2 separate regions of the Mus musculus genome follow, and region 2 is linked to region 1. A link is a contact called in public HiChIP or PLAC-seq data. All regions are on one chromosome and are shown on one strand. The core of a region is the stretch at or near the end of the contact, and the rest is flanking DNA. Distances in the headings are between cores, read along the strand shown. Region 1 overlaps Rora (RAR-related orphan receptor alpha). Region 2 overlaps Rora (RAR-related orphan receptor alpha).

What was found. HiChIP or PLAC-seq counts read pairs in DNA pulled down with a chosen protein or histone mark.
Region 2: an H3K4me3 HiChIP or PLAC-seq map of embryonic basal ganglia shows a contact between it and region 1, with 4 times the contacts expected there. The contact joins two enhancer-like sites. A contact is called at or near these places in 7 of 115 datasets of contacts at active chromatin or transcription factors (craniofacial prominence, embryonic basal ganglia, embryonic forebrain and 3 more).

The regions. Positions count from the first base shown.
Region 1 is chr9:68,789,529-68,796,427 of GRCm38.p6, reverse strand. The region is part of intron 1 of Rora (RAR-related orphan receptor alpha); the gene reads right to left. Among named protein-coding and RNA genes, the nearest start is that of 9530091C08Rik, 28 kb to the right of the region's middle. Within about 2 kb of position 4,292, at least 19 of the 459 cell types and tissues checked have an H3K27ac peak or open chromatin away from gene starts, as enhancers often do. A contact at or near this core is called in embryonic basal ganglia, where this site is marked.
Region 2 is chr9:69,270,908-69,277,750 of GRCm38.p6, reverse strand. All of the region lies in intron 2 of Rora (RAR-related orphan receptor alpha), which reads right to left. Among named protein-coding and RNA genes, the nearest start is that of Gm46153, 31 kb to the left of the region's middle. Within about 2 kb of position 4,645, at least 23 of the 459 cell types and tissues checked have an H3K27ac peak or open chromatin away from gene starts, as enhancers often do. A contact at or near this core is called in embryonic basal ganglia, where this site is marked.

The DNA.
Region 1 (6,899 bases), core at 3,043-5,542:
TAAAAGTTCTAAAGTCTTCCTAAATTTCCCAATAACTGGACATATCTGCATGTGTTTGAGGCAAGGTTCAACAAATAATATCATGCTGCCTATTTTTATAAATAAAATTTTATTTCAATGAAGCCATGAAATTTGCTTCATTTGCTTATAGATTGCCTACACTGTTTTCTCTCTACAATGATGGTAGTCAGTAATTGCTATGGAAATTACATAAGTCGCAAAGCCTAAAGAATTGACTCTCCAGCCCAGAAAAACTTCATAAAACCAACTTGAATAATCGAAAAGAAATATCAGAGATTTAAACCTTGACAATGTGACATATTAATCACAAACTCCAAACAACTAACATAAAAATGAATTCACAAACTTGCTGGCCCCAAGCCCTGCCCACCAGTGTCAAAATACATTCTTTTCCCCCAGGCTCTTGGTGGGGTCTTCAGACATAAAACAATGAATGCTTTGCCATTTGCGCAGCTGCTTCACAGACTTTTGAGGGGCCTATTTCATCTAAAAGCTACAATCAATTTAAGTACTGGAAATTTATACATAGCCTGCATCCACTAAGAAGTAAGAGGGAAGCCCCCAGTAATCATGAATTCCTGCATACAATTTGAGTCACATAAAAACAACATATGAGGAAAGGGAGGAATGGGATCTTTAGGAGCCATAAGTCTGCAGCTGGCAGATAAAATGGCATCCCAGATAATCACATTCAATTGTCACTAATGTTAATATATGTCGGCAACAGTGGAGGGCCGCGCACCAGAGGTTAGCTTTACTGCCCATGTGCAGATGTTTGCAGTTCTGCATCTCTGCCATAACCCCATGGGGCCGCATTTTCATGGGCTCCGCATGAATTTATGGCCAGGGAGCCATAAATGTTACAGTTCCTCAGACCTTGTGGCTTGTGGAGATTGTCACGGTGCTTGTAAAGTAGAGAGGCGCAGATGTCTTCTGTTAGCAAGCCGTTTCTAGGCCAGCTCGGGGGTTCCAGACCGTACCGGCTTCTGAAGCACCGGTTATCCATCCCATCAATGCCACTCTGGTCTACAGTCCCACCGTTGACTTCCTTACAGCACTCCTAACTATGTTTATCTCTCTGTGTGTACATGTGCTGATCATGCGAGTTGGTTATGCAAGAAAGAAGAAAGCCACATGAGCGAGAAACCAAACAGCTTGTTCCAGAAGGTGCCTGAAGTTTCGTGTTGGGGAAGCACAAAGTGGCAGGGCCAGGGGAGCAGACTGTGCAGTATGGAAAGAACACAGGCTTGGGAGAAAGGCAGATCTTGGTTAAAGTCTGGTTCTATCATCTACCAGAAGTGGGACTTTAGAAATCTGCCAAGTCCCCACAAAGTTCTGGTCCCCATTAGTAAAGTGTGCCTTGGAGGGTCAACATGATGACAGAGTCGGGGCATGACAGGGGTGGGAACCAGCAACAACACTGGTAAAGTCCGTACTAGAGAAAAGTGGCTTGTTGTTGCTGTTGTTGTTATTTGAGAATTCTCTCTATAGCTCCTTCCACGGGCACTGAATGGCTCATTTATGTCATTATGAGATTTCAAGGCACAGCACAACCTTTCCAACCTCACTTCTGTGTCACCATCAGGCAGGTGAAGCGGGGACAAGCACAGCTGACTCTGCTCCACTGAGAGAGCCACCAGGATGGTTCCTCCCCAGGCTCCTCAACACACACAAGCTCTGTTCACCTCACCTGCCCTCAACAGGTGAGGCAGGGGCACACTTTCCCTGGGAGGGAAGCGAAGCCCACTTGTGTCACACTGAGAACCACACAGCAGATGCCGAACCTCCTTCAAGAAATGTGAGTCAGTGTTGCAAACAGCAGAAGGAAGACGCCGAGAATGTTTTGCTCTTGGAGGCGCCCCTGCTTTCTCTAGGATGGAATGAATGCTCCTAAGGACTATGGACTATGCATAAACTGACCCCCGAGTCTGCGAAATGATCTCCAGATCTGCCCTCTTTCCAGATGAGAGAAAATCACACACACACACACACACACACACACACACAATGCACACTTGCATGCATATCCGTGTGTGTATGTAAACACACATACACACAGAGGAAAGGGAAACTTCACATCTACAAGTGGACAATCTGACACAAAGTTAAAGTCGTCTCTCTGCGGCATGTATTCACAGGTCATCCTTGGGGTCCTCTGCTGAAATGTTTCCATACAATAGCCTATGGAGCCCCCAAAATATGTAATGAAAAATCTCAATGAAAGGTTGTCATTGGCCAAGAGATTCTCCCTGAAATGTTTCAAAGACCTTTCTTTGTGGTAGAGGGCAGATCCATCGAGAGCCAAACACATAACTGCAAGCTCGAGATTATGGATTGCATGGCTAGCTTATCTCTGCAGTCCATCCTCCAAAGATAGGCAGGGTGCTGGGGAATCTCGGTTACATGTTGATGGAGAACATAGCTTTCCAAAGGAGAGTGGCAAAAGGTTCCCTGTCACCATACCAATGATCATTCGGGTACAAATACATGTGCCATGCAATGGCAAACTTTAGTCACATGGCTTGGTGGCTGGAATTTACTCCACTCCAAAGCCCCATGTCTAAGTATCAGAGCATCAGGGAGGCTGGCCCCATCCTCTTCTCCACTGGACTTCTTTCCATTGAAAGGCTGACGCCTCCTTGACCTTCAGGAGGAAACAGAAGGCTATTGAGGGTTTTGCTCTGAAATGAGGGAAGAGGGAGAGAGCTTAACTAGGAAGTCTACCTTGGTTAGTGGCTCACTCCTTCATCTTGATGAAGTACGCCAAACAAAGAACTTTATATTTTTCTTTGGGGGAACAGGTAAGCAGGTGCATGTGTGCATGTAGGTACACATATACATGCACACGCACATACACATACATAGGTGCTTGTATGTGTGCAGAGGCCAGAGGTCAGCTTGCTTGTCTTTCTCAGTCACTATCCACTAGCTACCTTTAAAACAGTCTTTCACTGAACCTGGAACTCACAGATTAGGCAAGACTGCCCGGCCATTGAGCCCCAGGGATGCCCCTGTTTCTGCCTCCCCAGTGCTGGGCTTACAAGTGGCTCGCCCATCTTATTGATGTGTGTGCTCACACTTGCATGGCCAGTACTTTATTGCCTGAGTCATCTCTCCATCCCTGGGCCCTCATATTTTCCAACTTCTTCTTGAAGGCATTGGGACAGACTAAAGGGTCCCAGGGCTTCCTTTTCTCTTCAGGTTTGTTCAGTAGAACTAAACAAAAGTAACACAGTTGCTAATCTGGTGTCCTTTGAGGAATCTTAAAATACATCCCAGATTGCAAGGTAGTCTTGAAAAATCCTACTAGTTGGTGATTTTTGGATCAAGGACTGAAAGCTGGAAAACAAACAAACAAAACAAAACAATTGACTTACTGTGTAACGAGAAAATGTGTGGCCACTGGCTCATTATCATCTGCATAAACCAAGCTGTTCTACAAGTCAGCAGTAGGTTAGGTAATTTTGGGCTGGGGCTGAACGGGTCACAGGTCTTAACCTCTCATTGGACAAGGTTATAGCAGCTGTAACCTTGTGTGCTGAAGAGATGTCTGGGCTCTAGATAAAGCAGGGGAGAACACAGTTAGTTGCTGACAGTCTCAGGTCACAATCCACCACAGCTGCCACTGATGTCACCTCATCCTTGCTTGATACCTTTCCTATTTAAAGCCCATACCTCTATCCACAGTCATCTGTGAGTTCAAGAAGAACAAGAAGGCCCCGTGATTATCTCCCTGTCCCTGCCATACCTAAAACCACCAGCTTACACTTACGCTGCCTTTCCTTCTGTAAACTTACAAGGTAACATCTGCTTCAGAGGCAGATGTTTGCCCCAGAATGTTCGCTCGATCGCTCGTTCGCTCTTCTGCTCATTGATGCTTTTCTGGTTAACATCTAACTATCCTACTCATTAGTTCTTAATAATACTTTTTGCATCCAAGCCATGCCAAAGATGCTCTCTTCAGCGCTCTGCCATTATTGTCGCTTCTGGTGCTGTTGAATTAGCGCTGCTGAATAAAGGGAAAGTAAAAATAAGCCCCTCGAAAGAAGGCCGCTGCGCTGCGTGTAACAGCTCTGTCTTTGCAAACTGAAACAAGCTGAAATCAATTAAAAGTGTGTGTTGAGAGAATGCTTCTCAGCTGCCTAATTGTGCCACCTCTGCTTCGGGGCCAAAGTTTGACTCTCTGCCAAATTGCCATCAAAAACGGGCGGCCAGCAGTCACTGCTGCACCGCAACTGCGGGAGCCGGACTAATGAAAGAAGCCCGGTGCATTCTGGGGCCAGGTGCACAAAGACTCCACTTCCCAGAAGCACTCCTCCACTGTATGGCTCTACCAACAGACTCGAGGGTCCTCAGTGATAAGGGCATTATGACAGCGGGATATCTTATCCCACCTGGGGTGTCTTCAGTCTGACTACTTTAACAGATTACCTAGTTCTGCAGAGCCACAGAACTATGTCTGAAACCCTCTCAAAAACTACTTTTTAAGATTTATTTTTGTTTATGTGTAGGTGTGACCATGTGAGTTCGGATGCCTATGAAGGTCAGAAGAGGGCATTAGGTCTCCTGGAGTTCAGGTGGTTGTGAGGCACCCCAACTTGGGTGCTGGAGGAGCCCCACTTTTAACCACTGACTTGTCTCTTTGACCCCTGAACACTAGTTTTGAAAATAACTCTAACTTTAATGTCTTAAGAGGCCAATGCCACTGTCAAAACAGTTGAAGAAACCAAAATATAAACAAAACTAAAGCTGATTTATCTGATAAGAAAAGCATATATATTCTTCAAGGAACATGGGCCAGCACAATGTACTGTTTGGAGATCAGGAGAAAGGATTCTTAATAAATCATCAATGATGATTTCCATGGATACAACAAAGATATAGTCACCATATTGTTTACCTTTATGTGACCATCCCCTATAGAAAAAAAGCTAATTATAAGAATCATGGTCATTAGCAAATATAAGACTCGCTTATGAGGCTTAGGACATTGTCAAATATGAAAAAAAAAAGGAACTTATGTCAAACCCAGAAAATGTTCAGAGTGTGGAATTCTCTGTGCCCTGCATTTCTGAGACCCCATGAATTCCCATGCAACCCTAGAGCATGTTCTTATACTTTTTATAGAAGGTTCCTCCTTTCAGCCTAAGCAGCTGTCTTTCAGCAAAGATTACTTGGCAAACACTGCTTGATCAAGTATAAATCAGATACGCTCCTCTGAAATCTAAACCTACAAAGACTATGTCCCATAACACTCCATAAAAATGAAACACAGAAACACTACATTATTGCTGCCAAAAGCAATAGAGAAACTATGAATGAAAACGATTGCTGGGCGTGTCTTCTATGAGATTTCATGTAAACAACCTCCCCTATTATCTGACTCTCTACCATCGGATAGGCTTACATGTTGCAAATTGAAATGAGGATCACTTGTGAGGAAATTAAAATGTTATAAACTGCCCTGGGTGTTGTTGGCACTGCTAAAAAAAAAAAAAATGTTGAGGACTAACCACAATCAAAACCTCATTCCTCTTCAGTCAACAGATTCCATCTGACGCTTAGAAGCAGGGTGCCAAGAGAATCGGTGAGGAGAATGGCAGCTCTTATGGGCTCCCCTCTTTAAATGAACCCTGAGGAGTCCAGGGTAGTGCATGGGTAAATCACACAACATTCTCTCTCCCAGACTTCTTATTCACACCCTGACCTCTGACACACTTTCCTGTCCCTGCCTGTGTCTGCCCTCAGCAATCCGCATCATGATCCTGGCATTCTCCTATGCTCCTGAGTTACTCTAGTCGGACTGGCTGACCCCTCGTATTTCACGTGACTAAGGTCACAATACTCAGTTTCCCCCAAAGGGTGAAGAGAGCAAACACAGAAAAACAGCACTCTCTTCCGTCTTTGGGGTTTTTCTTAAAACTCAAGGAGACACAATACCTTTCCTGTGACTGTGTTCCCTTCCACATGATGGGTCAGGGGCCACAGACACCATCTTGGATTCAGAGCACCAGCACTTCTCAAGGGAACCAGCCAGAAAAGTGATAAATAGCCAGGTCAAGGCCCCAGAATGTCATCTCCTAGGCCTAAAGAAGCAGGTAACTGAGCCGCTGGGAGCTGGTTACTATCTTGAGAGGTTGCCAGGCATAGCAGGTAGATGCTGAAGCAATTTAGTAATTGTGATAGCAATGTGTTTACCAAAAGCAAGCTTGACAAGCAATTTATTAAGACAATTTGAACACCTTTTTTAAAGCCTCATATCATAGAATGGAAGAGCCTTCAGTAACATACCCTAATAATTTTAAAGACTTATTTTTATGCATGTGTATGTTTGCCACATGCATGTGGGTCCCCACAGGGTCCAAAAGAGGGTGTCAGATGTCCTGGAGTTGGACTTATGAAGGATCGTTAGCCACACAAGGTAGGCTCTCGTCACTGAACTCAGGTTATCTGGAGGAGCAGCAAAGACTCCTATGCACTGAGCCATCCTCTCCCGGTACCAATTATTTTAAGTGAAGCTGTATATAAGACAGCAATACAAAGACTGCATTGTAAAAGAGATCACATTAAATATGGCCAATGGCCACCTATATAAAGATACTTTGTAAACATCAACCCAGATTGAAGGATTGGCTGGGTGACAAATTCAAGCCCCAATTTCACAAAGAAGGGCATAAAACAGATGGAACAAATGCTAGTCAAGTATACAAAAATTTAAAGCTCATCACCTAGATTTTAAACACTTTTCTTTTAAATGGCAAATTCCTGTCTTTAAGCAAATCTTGTATGGTATCCTAAAGGCAAAACAGCTAACACAGAAACATGCATGTCTGAGATCAGAGAAGCAAGGCTGAGCCCCACCCCCACCCTCGCCTCTG
Region 2 (6,843 bases), core at 3,396-5,895, 480 kb before region 1:
TCTGGATGCACACCAGGACTTGTAGCTATCTGAAATTTGCCCATGCATTGTTTCTCTGGTTATTTGTTTATAGTTGTGCTTAATGAAGTCAGCAGAAACGCTGACTATGGAATCATCTTACCCAGAGAGAACGTGGGGCGATCCTTCTGCCAGTCTGTGCTTGTTGCATTTTTGCCAACTGGTGAAAACGTAGCCTTGTTCTATTCATGGGTCTGTTTAAAGCCGCCCTATCTAATGCATTCCATTGATTCATTACATTGAACTCACGGCCAGCCGCACCATGAGTCCTGGATTTGTGGCTGAAGGCAGCTTTCAGTGCACAAGCACATTGCTGGCCCTCCTGCATTTAGGAGCCCCAGACGGCTCTTTGGCGAGCATAACACTGCTAGTCATTTTAAACAGTGAGGTCATCAACACAAAGCACAAAGATTAGACAAATGTGGCGTTAAACAGACTTTGGGGAAAGCCCATTTGTTTACAGTCTGGGAGATGAAACAAGAAGGCAAAGCATTGCCTCGACTGACCTCAGCCAGAAATGACTGGACACCCTGCATGGTTGCCGGCCTGTCCATGCCCAGAAAACCAGCACTGATTGGAGGGGTCACAAATAAATCTTAACACTTGTAAAAGTTCATAAATATAAGATCCATCAATAATGAAAATAGAGTATGCTACATCTCCATCCATCTTTGTCACTCAGCATTCTCAGTTTAAATGCCACTGTCTTTGGAAGGTCACAGAGAAACCCCCAACCTCCATCAGCCAAGTTCTGGGCCCCCATTTGCAGTCTGCTCTTTTTTGTAAACCTGAATCTTTATCGTCATTTTTTGTTTTTTAATTTACCTTGTTCTCTCCCTAATGCCATTTCTTTTTCAAAAATTATCTTAAGTGTATGTGTGTGTGTGTACATAAGTGTCCTTGCGTGTGCACACACATGCATGCATGTATGTGTGCATGTGTCATCAGAGGACAAGATGCCAGAGTCAGTTCTCTCTTTTCACCGTGCTGATCTCTGGGATTGAACTCAGGCCATCAGGATTGGTGGCAGATGCCCGTATCCACAGAGCCAGCTCCTCAGCCTCACTCATTCTGGTTTTTGTGATCATTTGTGCTCCTATCTCTAGAGTCAGCGGAAACACCATCTTAGTCTCTCTGTATCCCCCCATGATGCCAAGGTTTATCATGGTGTCTGGCATATCCAGTTGCTGGGTAAGTATTTGTCAACTAAGTGAATGTCTTGCTGAAGTTGGGACACATGATAGAAAGAGTTCTGGGGCTGGGATAGGAAAATCTGGTTTCCTTCCCATCTCAGTCTTAACTGACTGGCTGTGGTACTGTAAGCTTCACTGTCCTCGCCTATAAAACCGAAACAGCATAAGAACCTATCGCTAATAATGGCTTTTGGAGAGAACTAAAAAGTCAGTTAATGAACACAGAACCTGGCAAACAGTTGGTTTCTGATCAATATTGCATCAGGATAGTTTATAAGCCAGAGTTAGAAGTCCGTACCAAAGAAGTACTGCAAAATATAGCACCTGATAGTGCCAACAGTGACCCAATGTGGGCATCTGGGTAAGCCCAGGCCTGGCTGGTCCAGGCTTCCAGGGAAGCCTAGGGATTCAGAGAATTTTCCACTGCGAAGTATATGTTTTGTTTCCCAGACACTCCAGTTGTGTGCTATATGTTTAGGATGTCAGACGATACCATCCTGAGAACGAGTACTTAAGACTGCAGGCTCTGTTAGCCTTCACAATTCAGTATTGGCACCATTTTCTAACAATGTAGCACCAAGATGGTCTGAATTAAAATAAGCTGCTAATTTATTCTACTTCAAAAAGATTTGTTGAATGTTTAAAAGTGATGCTTCAAACACAGAAGTTGGTCCTCTCTGGAAATATGATGTCTTTTTTTTTTCTCTCCGCCAAGCATTCCTAAAATACATATTTAATTAACAAACATATCATGATTCTATCTGAAAGGGTTTCTGATGTGCTCCTTAAGATTTCAAGGCCATAAGACGTGAGCAGTTTCTGTGGAGTTGCCTCACACGGCCTGTACGTACCTAAGGCTAATGAAACAGAATTTAAGTCTGCGCAGTGGCAGGTCCGAGATGGCATCTGTCACCCAGCGCTTACTACACTCAAAATTTATACCAAATAATTACCTTATAAAATCACGATCATCAGACACGATTAAGTGACACTCTTTAAGATCACGGGCCTTTAGAAGATTCAAAACAAGATGAATCACTGGCAGCAAAAGGAACAACGACAGGGAGGAGAGATGCTGACTCTGTGCACTTGACCACACAGCCGAAGAGAGCCGTAGAAGTGGCTGTCTACAAACCACGCAGTGCTTCCTAACTCACGTTTTTATTAACTTTTCTGGAGACAACACCCTCCCACCCCCAACCCATAAATTCTCATCAGGCGACAAACGACAGACAGATCTGAATCAAACCTGGAGTTTAAAACAGCACCTGCCAGCAGGCATGCTCCTGGTATGCCCTACAGAGGGTTGCTTCCAGTTGGTTCACGGCTATTTTAAATGCTCCTGGATGGGGCTACTGAATTACCCTGTCAGTGAGCAGGAAAATGTTATGCCAACCCTTCTGCAAATTCCTTCCAAGGACACAAAATACTTGGGATCATTCTAATAGAATCAAGGCTAATTTGAGGGGGAAAAAAAAAAAGAAAAAGAAAAACAAGTTGTTTTTCACTTGAAAGCTTTCGGTTTGAACTAGTGGAAGGAGCCTAACTAACACAGGGCAGCTGGGCTATGACTCACAAAACCTTGGAATTCAGGCCAAAGTGAGTATTTCCTTAGAATGTGTGTGATATGCATGTGCATCTCTGGTGGGGCCCAGAGGGTATTAAATAAATGTCGTCTCTGGGAAAGGATGAATGATAGTACATGTAATAATGACCCATGGATTTTTGCATCAGCAAAAGATTCCTATAAAAAAGTTGAAATGCATTTGGAATTTGTGTTTGTGAATAATTCTGTGTTCATCTTTTTGCCTTAAAAAAAATCACTTATACTCAGCATGAACTTTCTTGTTTTGTTTGGTTTTTGTTTTGTTTTTTTGTTTTTTTGTTTTTTCTTAAACCAAGGTGTGAAAAACATAGAAGTGTTTTCCAGAACACAAAAAGACGATTACAGTTCTTAGAAAGCTATGTTGGTATACGGTGTGTGTTGTGATGATAATTTTAAATTTTCTTCAGAGATATTTCTTAGAGCAGCCCTTGGGTGAGACGCTGTAGGAAGGTTTGAAAGGGAGGTTAAAGGAGCTTGGCATGTCTGCACTAAACATTGTCACCAAGATTCAGAGATGGAATCCCGTTGTCAGTGTGTGCACCAGGCTAACTGTGGCCAGAGAAGTGTAATTGTGAGAAAAACCTTCCACAATTAGAGACATCTCACTTGAAAGCCTTATGCATGCAATGTAGTAGAAAACAAAAATAAAATGGCCAGAAGGAAGAGGAGGAGGAGGAGGAGGAGGAGGAGGAGGAGGGAGAGAGATGGGGCGATATTACAAAGTCACCCACTAAAATCCGAGAAACTTAGCTCCAGCCATGTGCTTCAAAAGCAAGCTTCTGGCAGCCACTAGGATGGCTTCTTGGCCTAAAAATCACAATCCTGAAAGCCATGCTGTCCCAAGTTTGAGTATACAAAAGATATTAGAGAAAGAGCCTTACGTGATCAACTTAGACCTTTGCAAATAAGAGCAGAGAAAAAATACATGATAAATTATTAATAGAAGAGCTTTCATAAAAGATAAAAAGTGAGGCATAAGGAATGAAAAACCATGACAGGACAGGATCACTAAGTGTAAGGGCCAGCCACCAGCCACACCTTGTCTTGAGGACATCTTGTGTTACAGCATACTATGAAGGTCATAATAATTAATGTTTATAGTAGCTTTGAATCATTAAGAATGATTTAGCTCATGAAGACAGGGACTTACATAATATATTTGGAGAGCCCTTCCCCTGCAAAATAAAAGTGAAGTTGTTTAAGCATTTATAGAGACATGCTCCAGAAAAGTTAATTTATAAGGGAATATCTCATTTCTTCTCAATTGTCTGCATACGCAGAGTTGGTATGTGTGCCTATAATAATAAGCCTTCTTACTTAAGAACTTCCAATCAGGGGTTTGGCTATTTTGGGTTCAGTGAGAATTGCCCTAAGGTCTCCTGGCAGAAAAAAGATTTTTACTTAGTAGGACACCTTCGAGACACACGGAGTTTTCATTCAGTTCTAACATTCATCGAACGTTAATAAAAATGAAGTGGTCCAAACACCCCTCTACCTCTATTTAAATTAGACTTGCGCATCAAATGCTTCCTTGGATAACTCAGGGCTGGGGTTTAAATATGGATCATTCTATTAAGATATTTGTTGTCATGGCTAATTCTGTACTGCATTGAACCTGCCAGCATTCTAGAGAAGAAAAGATTAGCAGTAAGGGGAAATTCAGTGGAAAACAGAAGCAGGAAAACTCAGCATAACTTGGCAACGGCTGCCTTTCAGTGCAAGTGAGGCAACTGATTTTGTCAAAGGACGCCTTTATACGCACACACACGTGATACCAATGCCCTTCTTCAATGGCTATGGTAACTCATTAAAATAAAACAGAAAAACCTGCCTGCTTGTTGCCAGGGCACTTGGCACACATTCAGGAAAACCAGTTAAATTGTGCGAGGCCTAGAGACTGCCACCTCCTCAACCTGTCAGATGACAGCCACTCTGCAGACACTTCAATGGTCTGCAGATACGTCGTCCCAAGTCCTGCCTAGCAGAGGAAGAGAGGAAGGGGAATTTATTGCCTAGAACGTCTTAAACTAGCGCCCAGATACTTTGGGTTTCTATCTCTTGGACTCTGTATTGTGTCCAGACTCCAGATTAATGATGCTTTTTGTAGTGAAATCTTCATGGTCACCTCCTAGGTCCCATAGAATTTTAATAAACTGATGCCGTCACAATTCTTTCTCTAGGAAGAATGTAGGAAAAAGCTAGGCTGAAACGCAGATGCTCAGGAAGAGGGTGGCATCGAGGAGGGATTAGGGTAGCAAAACAGCTTTCTGGCTCAGCCAGGGTCACACACTAACGGAAAAGCTGGGACTTGAACCCCAGTTTCTGACTCCTACTGTAGTGCTCATGACACATTGCTTCCGGTGGAACATTGCCTATGAATGGGCTTCCTGCTTTGAAACATTTGTACCATGAGGCGCTCAGGTGGGCAGGCTAAGTAAAGTTACCCGTGGCAGGAGACTTTTGTAAGTGATGTATGAAGCTGACTTCCTGTTCTTGCCTGCCATAGAGATACTTTGCACGACCCTTTTGCATGCCACCAATAAGTTAGCAATTAGGTTTTAATTCATTGAGCTTCCTAATAGTCTTCAGAAACCAGCTCAAATGACCTGCTATACAAACCAGGCCTGGAGATTTGATGGTCACTTTATGGTCTTTTAACCTTTCAGGTCACAGATATACAGGGTCAAAGGTATCTCCATGATAGCAGGAAGGATATATTTCCAAGTGACACCTCTTCATTAATCTATTTAAAACATAAAGACCGTGAAGGATGACTTTCTGGGATTCAGTCTCAGCAAACCTCTGCCCATATCCAAAGGATGCTTGGCTTTTGGGTTAACACCTTCTCCTTGGTATAAAATACTGAATTGAAAACGTTGTTACACTAGAGAGCTGGGGGTGGGGGTGGGAGGATGCTCTAGGCAGCAAATCACCTGCTCTTCAAGCTTGAAGACCTGAGTTCAGATCCCACCCACGTAAAAACCAGAGCTTTTTACAGCAAACCTCAGCCCTGTGAGTGAAGACAGCCAAATCCTCGGGCCTCACTGGCCAGTCAGTCTAGCCAATTAGTGAACTCCATGTTCAGTGAGATACACACACACACACACACACACACACACACACACACACACATCGTGGAAAGCAATGAGGACTATACCTTATGTTGTCCTAGCCTCTACATACAGGCACACCAACACATATGAGCACCCCCTTACACGTGCATCCACACACATACAGACAGTTATAAGAACACTTACAGGCTATATTATCTTCAAATTGTATTACTTAGCACGAGAGCTTTTGAAATAAAATGCATGAACTATTTAAGTAGGCAAAATAGCGTGTAATATCCATGCCAAGGGTTGGGAACAATGCAGGTAGCAAAGGACTTAGATAAAAGTCTGTGGCAGGGAACCTGGCAGCCTCAGGACTGAAACCCTCAAAGTCTGACCCCTGCTCAATGCTCTGGTCATCTGGTCACAATGAGGAAAGAGACAGTAAAAGGTCATTTGTGGAAAGTGCCTGAGATGGTGGCCTCCCTTTCATTATCTTCCACGATCAGAGATGAAACAAACCATTTCTAAAAGTACCAGCCATGCCAGAAACTCCTGCATCTCAACCCTAAATGGGAAGACATAGAAGAGGTTGATAAAAACGAAATTGTGGTGTACTAATTCTTATCACAGCACCAAAGTAGCAGCCTGAAGAGGGGGCCCCACTGTTGCCTGATGAAAAGCCCTAGTCGAGGACTACCCACTGAGGCAGTCAGGGCCCAGAAGGGAGGGAATGGCCTCATCTTCAGAGGCCTGAATGGCCAGACTCTCTCAAATGAATAGATAACACCGTGGCAGAAAAGGCAGCAGAGATGAAAGCAGAGCCACCGAAAACAGAAGAGCGGAGGGAAACCTTCAAAGGGGTAAAAAATAACAAAAGTCCAGGACCGATGTGATCAGCACCCAAATGCTAAAACCACAGCTCCAGGGAGCTGTTTGAAGCCGCTAAAGAGAAGGAATACAATCTGGAATG